2 separate regions of the Anser cygnoides genome follow, and region 1 is linked to region 2. The links are chromatin contacts, called in public Hi-C maps. All regions are on one chromosome and are shown on one strand. Each heading gives the region's core, a stretch centred on a gene start, on an enhancer-like site or on the middle of the called end of the contact. The rest is flanking DNA. Distances are from core to core; before and after follow the strand shown. Region 1 overlaps IQCH (IQ motif containing H). Region 2 overlaps PIAS1 (protein inhibitor of activated STAT 1).

What was found. A called contact is a pair of places that touch in the nucleus more often than the background predicts.
Region 1: a Hi-C map of liver shows a contact between it and region 2, with 8 times the contacts expected there. The contact joins two enhancer-like sites. A contact is called at or near these places in 2 of 7 Hi-C or Micro-C datasets (both in liver).

The regions. Positions count from the first base shown.
Region 1 is chr11:1,895,741-1,900,889 of Taihu_goose_T2T_genome, reverse strand. It overlaps IQCH (IQ motif containing H), which reads left to right. Exons shown (of 21, transcript XM_048046202.2): 15 at 4,996-5,116. Among named protein-coding and RNA genes, the nearest start is that of C11H15orf61, 29 kb to the right of the region's middle. Within about 2 kb of position 3,804, at least 1 of the 3 cell types and tissues checked has open chromatin away from gene starts, as enhancers often do. A contact at or near this core is called in liver, where this site is marked.
Region 2 is chr11:1,674,738-1,680,366 of Taihu_goose_T2T_genome, reverse strand. All of the region lies in intron 1 of PIAS1 (protein inhibitor of activated STAT 1), which reads left to right. Among named protein-coding and RNA genes, the nearest start is that of PIAS1, 17 kb to the left of the region's middle. Within about 2 kb of position 4,011, at least 1 of the 3 cell types and tissues checked has open chromatin away from gene starts, as enhancers often do. A contact at or near this core is called in liver, where this site is marked.

The DNA of each region.
Region 1 (5,149 bases), core at 2,555-5,054, 220 kb before region 2:
ATTAACATGCCGTGCATAAACATGCAGAATTATTTGACAGGCTCGTAGAGCTTTCAAGATCCTCCTTCTGCCTGATTCTTGGTAGCACAGGCGGTAGCGATTTTGTATTTGATTTCCCCGCATATATTGTTTTCCGAGATGACATCTACAAAAAGGGATCTCGGCAGCATATTGCTGCTGCCAGTTTAGGAGTGTTCAGAGGAAATAGAAAGGATCTCTCTTTCTAAACAATCCTGGTTTATTTATCTTTTATTGGTCTGTTAGCAGATGTTGAAGCAGTTCAGGGCACAATGTAAACATGTGCTTTTCAATAGAGGTATGGTAAGTAGCAGAGTATACAATGAAACTGAAGCAATTGGGAGGGGTGTTTTGGACCAGGCCAGTATTTTTTGCCTTGTGTGCGCGTGTATGTAGCTGAATTTAGAATTAAAAGAAGTGCTTGATCTTTATATATTGAAATCCTCAGTGTGCAGAGTGACAGCATGAGCCAGAAGAGAAAACCATGGCCCCATGTGGTGTGAAAAAAGGAACAGCAGTTTAAGTGCTGGAAAGTTGAAAGAGAACTAACCTTCTTGTTCTTGTAGTCAAGGAAAGTGGCTGTTTTGTGCTTTTGTATTGAAGCATAGCATATGTGCCTCAGTTTGACAAAAAGCCTCTTGAGTCAAAGCAACCCTAGTCCTGTGTGCTGATCCAAAGCGAAGGCCGTGATAATGAGGGACGGGCTCTCAGGAAGCAGTGAGTAGATAATACTACATAAGTGGAGAATTCTGTGCACTGTTTTCGCCATTCTACTTAATGCAAGTCGCAGCCACGGTGAATCACTTGCCATACAGCTGAAATGGGCCATTAGCTATCAGGGAAAATTGTCTTTGCTACTTTCAGCAGATGGAGCAAATATTTTACAAAGCAATTTTACATACGAAAAACATTTGTGTTACTTGGTAATGATGGCTGTTTTACATGATGTTACCTTCTATCAGAACATACTTTTCCAGCTCATGGAAGGCAAAATTGGCACTTTTTAATTTTGAAATTTGCAGTTTATTATTAAATACTCGGGCTCTCAATCAGGTTGCAAACTTTTAAGTAGATAGGATAATCAGTGTATCATATCCAAAACTGTTTTGATTTTTACAAACCTTTCAAATTGTTCTGTTCAGTGGGGTAGGTTGTGGTTCTGGTCAGCAGGTATCTGTCTGAATTTGAAGAAATTGTTGAATCAGTTTTGCAAAATAAGAAGTAATTAAACTTATTTGGACTGCAGTCCGAAAGCAGTTACTGGACTCTTCTAATACTGCCGTGTTTGCTGATGTTATTGAGAACATAAGAATAAGCTGGGCTGGACCAATTCACATCAAGGCAGCTAGAATAAGTTATCACAGCTCCACTGATCACAATATAAAGGATATACTGTATAAACAGTGTGAATTGTCATAGTGCCATTGAAGTGGCATAAATTGCCATAGCTTCATTGACTTCAGCAAAGCTATGGCAGTTTGTTTTGCTGAGGATCTGTCTGCTGATTTTGTTCTTCTCTGGCCCAGTCAGCTTTACTTACTTGGAAGTTACTTTCTTCACTCTGTTTGCTTGCAAAGTCTAAATAATTTCCTTTCAATCTGATTTTTAGCTAAAAAGCCCCAGGACTTTCTCATGCATTCTGCTTTGCAGCCTCTTTCTGTTCCCAGGTCTTTCTTCCTATTTCTAACTCTATTTCTTCTTTCTATTTATGTACCTATCTTCTCAACAGGCTTTTCTTTGTTGACTGATCTTTCTCGAGAAGATTTCCTTCAGCATATGCCACATTTGGTCCTATTTTTTGTTGCAACCACTATTCTAAAAAAGCCTTCTAAAATTCAGCATGCAGAAGGGCAAGAAACTATTTTGGATTCAGAGAGAACATGTGTAATTTTTTAATGCGCATTCAGCATTATAAACAGGTGCAAAACATTTGGACAGATTTAAAGGTTTCTACATGACGTAAACAGCATTTAGGCTGCTCATTTTTTTCTTGTACTAAGAAAAATCAGCTGAAAGATTTGAACAAATGCTCCCTGTTTACACTGAGCCTATGATTCTGAATCGTTTTGGGCCACATCAAGAGAGAAAACATTGGTAAGCTCTGCTGGAGATACCGTCCAATTTAAATGAAATTAGCCTACAGAGCACTGATCCTTTTAAAGGGTTTGACTCCATGAGTGAATGTTGGATCTGGGCTTGAATTTGCCTAGTAAAACTCCCTATAATCAGGATTATTGCCTTTTTAGAGCTTACAGTTGCAAAAAAAACTTCAACTAGAATTCCAGGTGCTGATCCTGAAAAAGCGGTCGCTTATCTTCCTTGTGTGAACACCTGGATTATCTAGGCGTTCCTTGGTAAAAGCACCGTTAGGTTGGGTCTGATCTCTCAAGAACATTTCTCAGATTTTCTTGAATCAGTCATTTCTGTAAAAACCCCCATCTTCTTCCAGTAAGGCGGTTGGTTCTGATGCGCGCAGCCTTCGCAGTCAGCTAGTATAGAGGGTGCTTTGAACTGCAAGGTGCTCCTGAGCCTGGCGATGGGCATCCCCACGGCCCTAACAGGCATTTATCCCGCGCTGATGACCCCTTCCCGTGCTATTTCACCTTATTTAAGCAAGCAACACTGGGTCCATTGAGGAAGTGCCACAGGAGTCTTGCCTGTCTGATGTCCCTCGTGGACAGGCAGTAGTGGCACACGTGTTCCTCTGCGTGCAGGTGAGGTGAATGGGCTCTGTGTCTTGCCAGCAGCCTCCACTTACGAACCAGTGAAGTTTCTCTTCGGAGTTTGGAAGTTCTGCTTGATTTAGCACCCAGTTTAGGGAGCTTTCTTTCGCGGCAGCGTGTGATCCATGAAAACAACTCTGGCTAAAAGGAGTCACAACTGTCCCCAGCACTGCTCCGTGGAATTGGCATGGCTGCCCTAATGTCCCTCAAAATTGTTGCAGTGGGAAATTGCGGCCCAGTTCACATAGCCATTGTTTAATTTTTATTTATACAGGCTTGGTCACAGCACTCTCAAATGCTTCTACGCATCCAGCAGGGATTATTGTTATTTTTTTCCCCCTGTAATTCATCAAAAGCTTTCAGGCAACCATGGCATACCTCTTCTTTTGTTTGTTTGTTTTTAGATTTCTGTTTAAATTGCTCAATACCCAGTCATTAGATCTCAGGGATGAGACTCGGTGTGACAGAGGTATTGCTGAATGCACTGACAGGTGCAAACTGATTTGTAGGTCAGCAGCTCCATGACATTCATCATGGCTCAGATTCTCTCTCCAAAGCTCTTATTTATTTTCATTGTGTAACAAACCACCTGATCTTGTGACTTCTTGGCTTAGCAATATTTCAACACAAATACAAACCAAGACAAGGCCAACTGATATTTGCTCACTTTTCTGTTGTTTTAGTCAGCTGAGCTATCAAAACCCAAAATTGCTAGTTACAGATTTGTTTTGGAAGGAAGCTATCGGGTAGGACCCAACTCTGGGTGAATTCTGAACTTGAATCTTGCTTTGTATATAGTCCTTTGTTTTTGCCATAAGGTTAAGTTTATGCTTTGCAGTATGTTGATATGCTGACTCAAACCATTTTTAAATATTTTTTTTCTGAGGTGTTTAAAGTCAACAACTTACTTTTCTCCTTATATGACAGGAGCTCACGTAGCCTAGATCACTGTCATATCTAAGCACCTCAATATTTTCATACATTTTTTCCTCGATTCCACACGATCTAGGTAGGGCACAGCAATTATCCCCCTTTTGTGGCTGGACAGCTGAGGCACAGAAAGAAAGTCACTTTTCCAAAGTCTCACCAGGCAGATCGCATAGAGGAACAAGATGTACCAAGGTCTCCCATACGTGGAGTTGACACCCCAGTTATTGGCCCATGCTCCTTCTCATTTTACTAGATAAATCACAGTACGCTGATTTTGAATTTGTATTTTTGGTTACGTTACATCATGTTTTTCATGACAAAACCCATCTCTTCAAATTCACTTATCTGGAAAAATAGGTGTTTTTTTTTTTCTTATTCTAGATGTTAGCCATAAGGTTTTATCGTGTTCCTCCAGAGCTCCTGATAATATGCTTGTGGCTTAGGACATTGCCAAGATCAGAGGACAGTTGGTCATCTTCTGAAGCACTGGATGCTGGAGAGAGAGAATGTAAAACAGAAGCAAAGAGACCCAGGGGAAGCAGGAGGATGCTTATGAAGCAGCAAGGAAAGGAGCCTGAAGCAATAGAGTCAGGGTCCTTGCACTTTATATGCTCGCGTACTTCTGGGACATTTTTGAACAGTAAAAGCAATGCAGTTAGTTTCTGTATTTAATGGGGTTGTTTTGTGTGTGTAATAATATAGTAAAGAACTTGAAACTAGGAAAAAGCTTGTTTATCTCCTATAATATGACTAATCAAATTCTACCAAAGATAGAGGCACTAATACACTTCTGAATTTGTTACAGACTGGGGAGTGCAATAAGAATGTCTCCCATTTTAAAAACACTCGTGGTTGATTATTCCTCTCCCCCCCCCTTTTCTTTGTGACTAGAGGCTGTTTGTGTTATATAACAGCTCAAACATAAAGTCCATAAAAGTATTTCTGGTATATGTGACTATTTCAATATGCTCAGATCCAAAATATAAACAATGTAGAAGTTATTGACTGCTGGTATTGATCACTAAGCAGTTACCAAGTGCTTAGCATTTTCAGTTGCCAGATCAAATTATTGATATAAATTATAATGAAATAGATGCTGTACTGAAGGTGGGGGGTGGAATTGTCTTTCAGAGAAGGAAAATTTTCAATAGGAGGGAAGAGTAGTAAGTAGAAAAATTAAAAAAGGCTTCCTGACTGTGGGTAAACAGTAACCACATTTTTTTTTTTTTTTTGCCTGTTGGAGGCCTGGTTTTTAATCACCCCACAAGCAGTTTTCATTTCTGTAGTAAAATTGCTTGTGGTTCTATTTAATTTGTTTCTGCAGGAGCCAGCTTTGGTGAAGATCTCCCAGGAGCTGCCGGGCCTTTTAGCACAGCACGTACAGCCAGTCAATGAGAAACGATTCCCTACATGGGAAAAATTCCTCCAAACATTTCTTAGTCAAGGTAAATAAGACTGCAAAGTCGCTGTTAAGTGTT
Region 2 (5,629 bases), core at 2,762-5,261:
GGAGGGGAGATCTGGGGGCAGCCCCCTGCACCAGGGTGTGTGTCAAGGTTTTAGAGGGTATGTCACATTTATGGTAGTGTAACAAATACTCTACCACCTCAAAAAAAAAAAAAAACAAAAAAAAAAACAAAACACAAAAAACAACTACCCCACCACCTAAAAATGAAAACCATACAGTGGGTGAGGGAGGCAAAAAATAAAAATTAAAAAAAAAACAGCCATAAGCAACTTCTAACACGTGGTGATTGTATTAAAAATCCTCAGTTTTGCCTGCTTGTTGTTACCAGCAGCCAGTTCGGTGAGGCCAGATCTTAGTGTCTTCCCTCCCGCTCTCCCAGTGAGTTTTGCCGTTGGGCGCTGTGGGGTTTCCTGTCTCCGGTAAGCGATGGACGCGGAGAATTTGGTAACGCTGCTGCTGCAGGGTGAGACGGAGGCCTCGGGGGGCTGCAGGGAGAGCTCCGACTCATTGGTGAGCGCATACGGAGCAGCACTGCTGTCACCAGGCTGGCTGAATCTGCGGGTAGTCAGGTTTGAGAGAGTTGGGCGGTCGTGGTGCTCTCGGGTAGTGGGCACGTGAGCCAAATCCAGGGGGACAGTGGCGGATGCAGGACCTCCTGTCTGGAAGCCCTTTGGGCACGAAGCACTGCAGGGAGTTTCCAGGTGACCTGCTCGCTGCAAGAGAGGGGTTCCTGGTGTTAAAAGTTGCTTGAAGCGGAGGGAGGCTGGTTCCAGGGTCCTAATGTTTGTACTAGAAGATACGCAGCCGTGTCAGTAGCAAGGGAGCACATCGTCAGCACGCTCAGGTAAGTAACACCCAGCAGCTTGAGCTTTGCATTGCGCTCACTTTGCTAGCATGGGAAGAAATACGTGAGCTGGGGGAAGTCATGAATACAGCGTCTGACCTTAGGAAGCCCACAAAAGGAGATAAAACCGGCCTGGATTGACTGTTAGTGGCATTTGCAGCGTGTGGTCGTCATATTGATGCACTCCGAGTGGATTAAAATGAGTTTGTATCGCCAACTAGGTGAACGTGTAGCTTTGGTCATGCAATTGTGAAATGTTCTTTATGAGCACAGATATACTGGGTAAACATTGAGTGCTTCTTAACCAAAGAAACCCTGTCTCCCTGGGCATGTAATAAAAGGCAAATAAAACTTGTACCTGCCATTGGTTTGCACCTATTCTTTTAGTGCTGCCTTGCTTGCCAAGCCGTGGTGCGTACCACGCTGGCGGACGGCTGAGTTTTTCATTATGAAAACCAATAGCCTCCTGAAAGGCTGCAGCGCGTTGCATATTTACGGCTGTTCCTCTGTGCTTTTGCCTCCCTTCCCTCCTGACTTACGGTGGCTTCAACCTTTTAGTGTTTTGGTTGCGTTAGACAAATGCAGGGAGTTACAGCCTGCCACAGAGGCGCTTGAGCTTCCATGAATTGGTGGTTTCACTCCCTCTTGCAGCTTTTCTGTAGACTGATTTCTTTTTTTTATAGTCTAGCCTTGATAGTTTCCGTGTGGAAGTCTTGCAGATAGAAACGAGGGGATGTGCCTTCATAAAAGACGGGAATATTTTTCCCTTCGTGATCTCTCATTTTCACAAATCTGAAGTGTCTAGGAGCCCAGGAGTTTAGTCTGTGTCGAGAGCTGATGTAGCTCATGTGCAGCTTTCTTCTCCAGAAGATTTATGTCACGGGTTAAAGAGCCCGTTCATGGCGTGCAGGAACTCTCCTGTATTTTTACAGCTGGATGTTGGAAACACGCTGAGATTAATTCAAGACCATTTCCATAGTAATCTAATGCTTCCTAGTTGCTTTTGTTAGGGGGGAAAAAAAAGAACAATGCCGATTCTTTCTTCTTTTTTCTATCTTCTGGCTAGTGCGAGGTGCGTTCTCTTTTTCTCCCTCCTTCAGCATTCATGTTAATGGCTAGGGAGCCGTGGCGGACCTGTTGCATAGCTCTAGGCATACAGTGTGGTGTGGTACCCGGCCAAATGGTTCTGGTTGTCCTGGCAGATACTTCGAATGTGTTTTGGAGCTTGTTCACAGCTTCTAGTTATCACAAGCATCCGGAAATAACTGAAGTTCTCCAGATAGGTCCTGGGGCTGATTCCTGGCAGTCGAGAAATAACCCTTTCCAGAAAGCTTTCGTCTGACGGATGGGGCTCTAAACGCTGCTGGTTGGGTCGGCTGCTCTGAAGGGGGTGCCTCGTGTGCTGGGCTTTGTGACCAGTTGTCAGCATTGTCTACCCGAGACCTAAAAGCCAGGCAGCTTTAAAGGTATCTTAGCTCCCAGGTAAATCCTTCCCCCAAAAAACAGGAGGGGAAAAGCGAAGGCTTGCCATCTGTGGTGCTGGGAAGGGCTGGGCTGCGCTAGCCAGGAGGCTGCCGGCCTGGCACCGTGCCTCGATGGGTGGGCTGGCTCGTGGGGAAAGCCCTTCTGCAAAGATTGCTCCGCTCTCCTCTGTTCGGAGAGAAATCACGGCGAATTCACAGTAAGTGAGGCTTAACGTCAGCGGCTCCGGTGCTTTTCTACACGTTTGTTCTCTAGAAGTTAAGGTTCCTAGGAAAGCGGTTTTCCTGCCTAAATAGCACTCACAAAACCAAGTGGTTCGGTGCCTGGTGCTCTTTGTGTCATAGCGCTGTTGTGGATGTCTCGGAAAAAACACCGACTTGTTCCTTTTTACCCCAGGTGTGTCTAGATTTTTTGTTTCGGGGACTTAAACAGTTTTCACAGCTGATATTTTGGTGTAGCCATTAAAGGAGCAGCAACTCGTGAAGGAGCTGGAGGCAGAACGCCCTTTCCTATCACCAGCCCTGGGGGAGAAGTGGGTGGCTGACGAAGGATGACGCCCGTGGGTTGCTTTTGCATCCTTAAGCTGCTTTTTTTTTTTCAGCCCTGGCCGGTTACCTGAAGCAGGCGTGGAGAAGGATGCGTCCTCGGTTCCGGATGAGGTGGTTGAGCTTGGTTTCCTCAGCGCGCGGGAACGGGGCCGTACCCGCTCGCGCAGCAGGAACTGGATCGAATGGTTGGGCTGCTGCCACCTGGCAGCCAGAGCCATGGCCCCGATTTGGGAACGGGGGGGGGAATAAAGCGGCCTCTGGATGCTTCTGTGGCCCTCCTCTGTGATATATAAAATGTGGCAGCCTGTCTCGGGACAGCGAAGGGCTCTGCTGGCTTCGGGAGGGATGGATGGCGGTGGGGAGCCCTGGGCGAGGGGCTGTGGGATGTGTGTGGGGGGGGTGTATGCAACCAGCCAGGCAGCCTGGTGACTAATGCAACCTCTGTGGGGGAACGCGTGGCTGTGTTGTGCCGTCGAGCAGGAAATGTCAGCTGTGTGTTTACAGATCGGGGTTACCTTCTAAACTCTCTGAAGGTCCTTTACAGGGAGTCAAAAAAAGCGCTCTGCTAAACGGCGATAAGTCGAGGTTCTGTGCAGCTGGTTTCGACTCTTCTACTCCTTGAAAATTTTTCCCGTTTTGCTCACCCTCTCTTCAAATTTTGGATGCCGGGTATCGAAATGCACGCTACCATCAGCACAGCCCGTGTGTTTGATGCCGGGGTTTGCTGGCTGCGCAGCTGCCTCGCAGTCGCAGTGCTGCTTCTCACGCTGGAGTTACGCAAGCGGCAAGCGGCTTAACCTTTTCTTGGCCAAATGGCATCGATTCCTCCTGCACCGGTGCGACGTCTGGGGGAACATGGGTGTACTCGAGGACGTGACACCTCGTTACCTGTAACCACACTTCGCAAACCATCTTTCAGTCTCTGATACCTGTGTTTAACTTGAACCAACCTTGATTTTTTTTTTTTGCCTGTTACTTCCTTTAGCATTAGGAAAGAGAAAACAAGCGTCTTGATTGCATTGATAAACAGCCGGCGGCAGGGCCGGTTCCCTGCTGCACACCGTCGTGGTTATCCCAGCGGCAGGAGGCCGGGTCTCCGGGGTGGCTTTTGCAGCTTGCTGCAGCTGCGCTGCCCCAAGTGAGCCGTGGCCGCCCCAGCCGGCGGGAGGACCGACAAGGCTTCCCGAAGCAAAACGCCTCGTGGCTTTGCCGATGTAGTTCAGCCAGCAAAGGGCCTGAATCGCCACGAGGTGCGGCAGAAAGAAGCGTATGGGCTGGCGCTGCCTGCGGGGGGCTGCTGCCCTGGCAGGGAGGCTGGCCAGGAAAAGGAAAACCGGAGCGAAACCACAAACCTCTGTTGCTGTTTGTGACGGACTGTTTCTAATTGACCCATCTGTTAGTGCCCCTAACGTTGCAAGCAAAATTCTTCTCTGTAAGGACTGTTTCAGGGTGGGGAAAATCGGAGGAATTTTGTTTGCTTTGGTTCGAGAGCCTGGCTGCGCGATGGGCCCTGCTGTCGGTGTACTTACTTCTTATTGCCTGTAATTTAAAAAATGGAGAACTTCCAGAGCGTAGCAGGAGTTTCTCATTTAGCTCAATTATTTCTTATTCCTCAGCATTTTTGCAAACGGGGCCTGTAAGTTTATAGCGAAACAAGCCCACGGTGCAGCTCCGGGAGCCGGCTGCCCAGGAAGGGATGTTTGATGGTGACGGTCACGGGCGGAGCCCTTCACTCCAACTCCTCGTTCTGCTGAAGAAATATTTGTTAAGCATCGTAGTGTGCTTCTCTGTGTTTCAGAGCTGTTTGTTTCACTTTCCTTTCAGCTGTCAACACTTCAGCCCGTAACAGAGGTGTCTTGAAAGAGTAAGGCGTTGCGGTTCTTACGGAGCGCCTCGTCTGTTCCCGTTCGTAGCTCCGTGGCAGGCCCGTAGTTGGAAGTGTGAAGTAGGTTTTTGGGGCTTGGGGAAGGGATGTCAGCAGCCTCCTGTGGGCAGGGGATGGCAGCAGGCTCCTGTTAGAGCTGAAGTCTTCGTGCCGGTCTGCAGCGAGGCTTCTCCCAGGCTTGCAGCACGGTTGTTCGGTGCGGTTCGTCAGAGCACAAGGGTTGTGGCAAAGCTAGGTAAATCTCTCTGGGTGCACGCCTCATTAAGCACATGAATCATCTAATCTAGGGCCATTAAATAACGTGACCTATTTCAGTGTAGGGAAAGAGCTCCTTTGGACACCCTTTTAGTGAAGATCTGGAGGTTTCAGGAGCTGACAGGCGTTTCAGGCCGTTTTTGCTAAAGCGGGGATTGTGTGCTTCCTAATAGGGGCACTTCAGCTGTAAGAATCGATGGGCAAAGGCCTTGAGTAATACATGTCTGAGTATTTAACGCAGTGAAGAACTGGAGAGGATGAGACCGTTTGTACTCTGAAGGCTGTTTGCAAACGCACGGGCTGAGTTTGGTTATTCAGCAGCGGGTGTGTTGCAGGACCCCGATATGCCGAATTAACTGCTGTAGCGCACACAGCATACTGCGAGTACTATTTAGAATTTGATCTTTTGGAATCGATGACAAAGTATTCAGGGTATTAAATGGCTTCACGCGGAAGGTCCGGATAGCCACTTGTGGCAACAGGCTGTAGGCGTTTTACTCTCATGGGATTTTTTGCGAGTCCAAAATTCCAGAGGAATACCATTTCAGCCCGTGTCGTGGGCCTTGTTGTGGTGAGTAAGCCACTATCAGGCGCTGAAACAGGCTTTAAAATAGAAACCAGGCTGGTAAGCTGACTTTCTGGCTCCTGCTTGACCG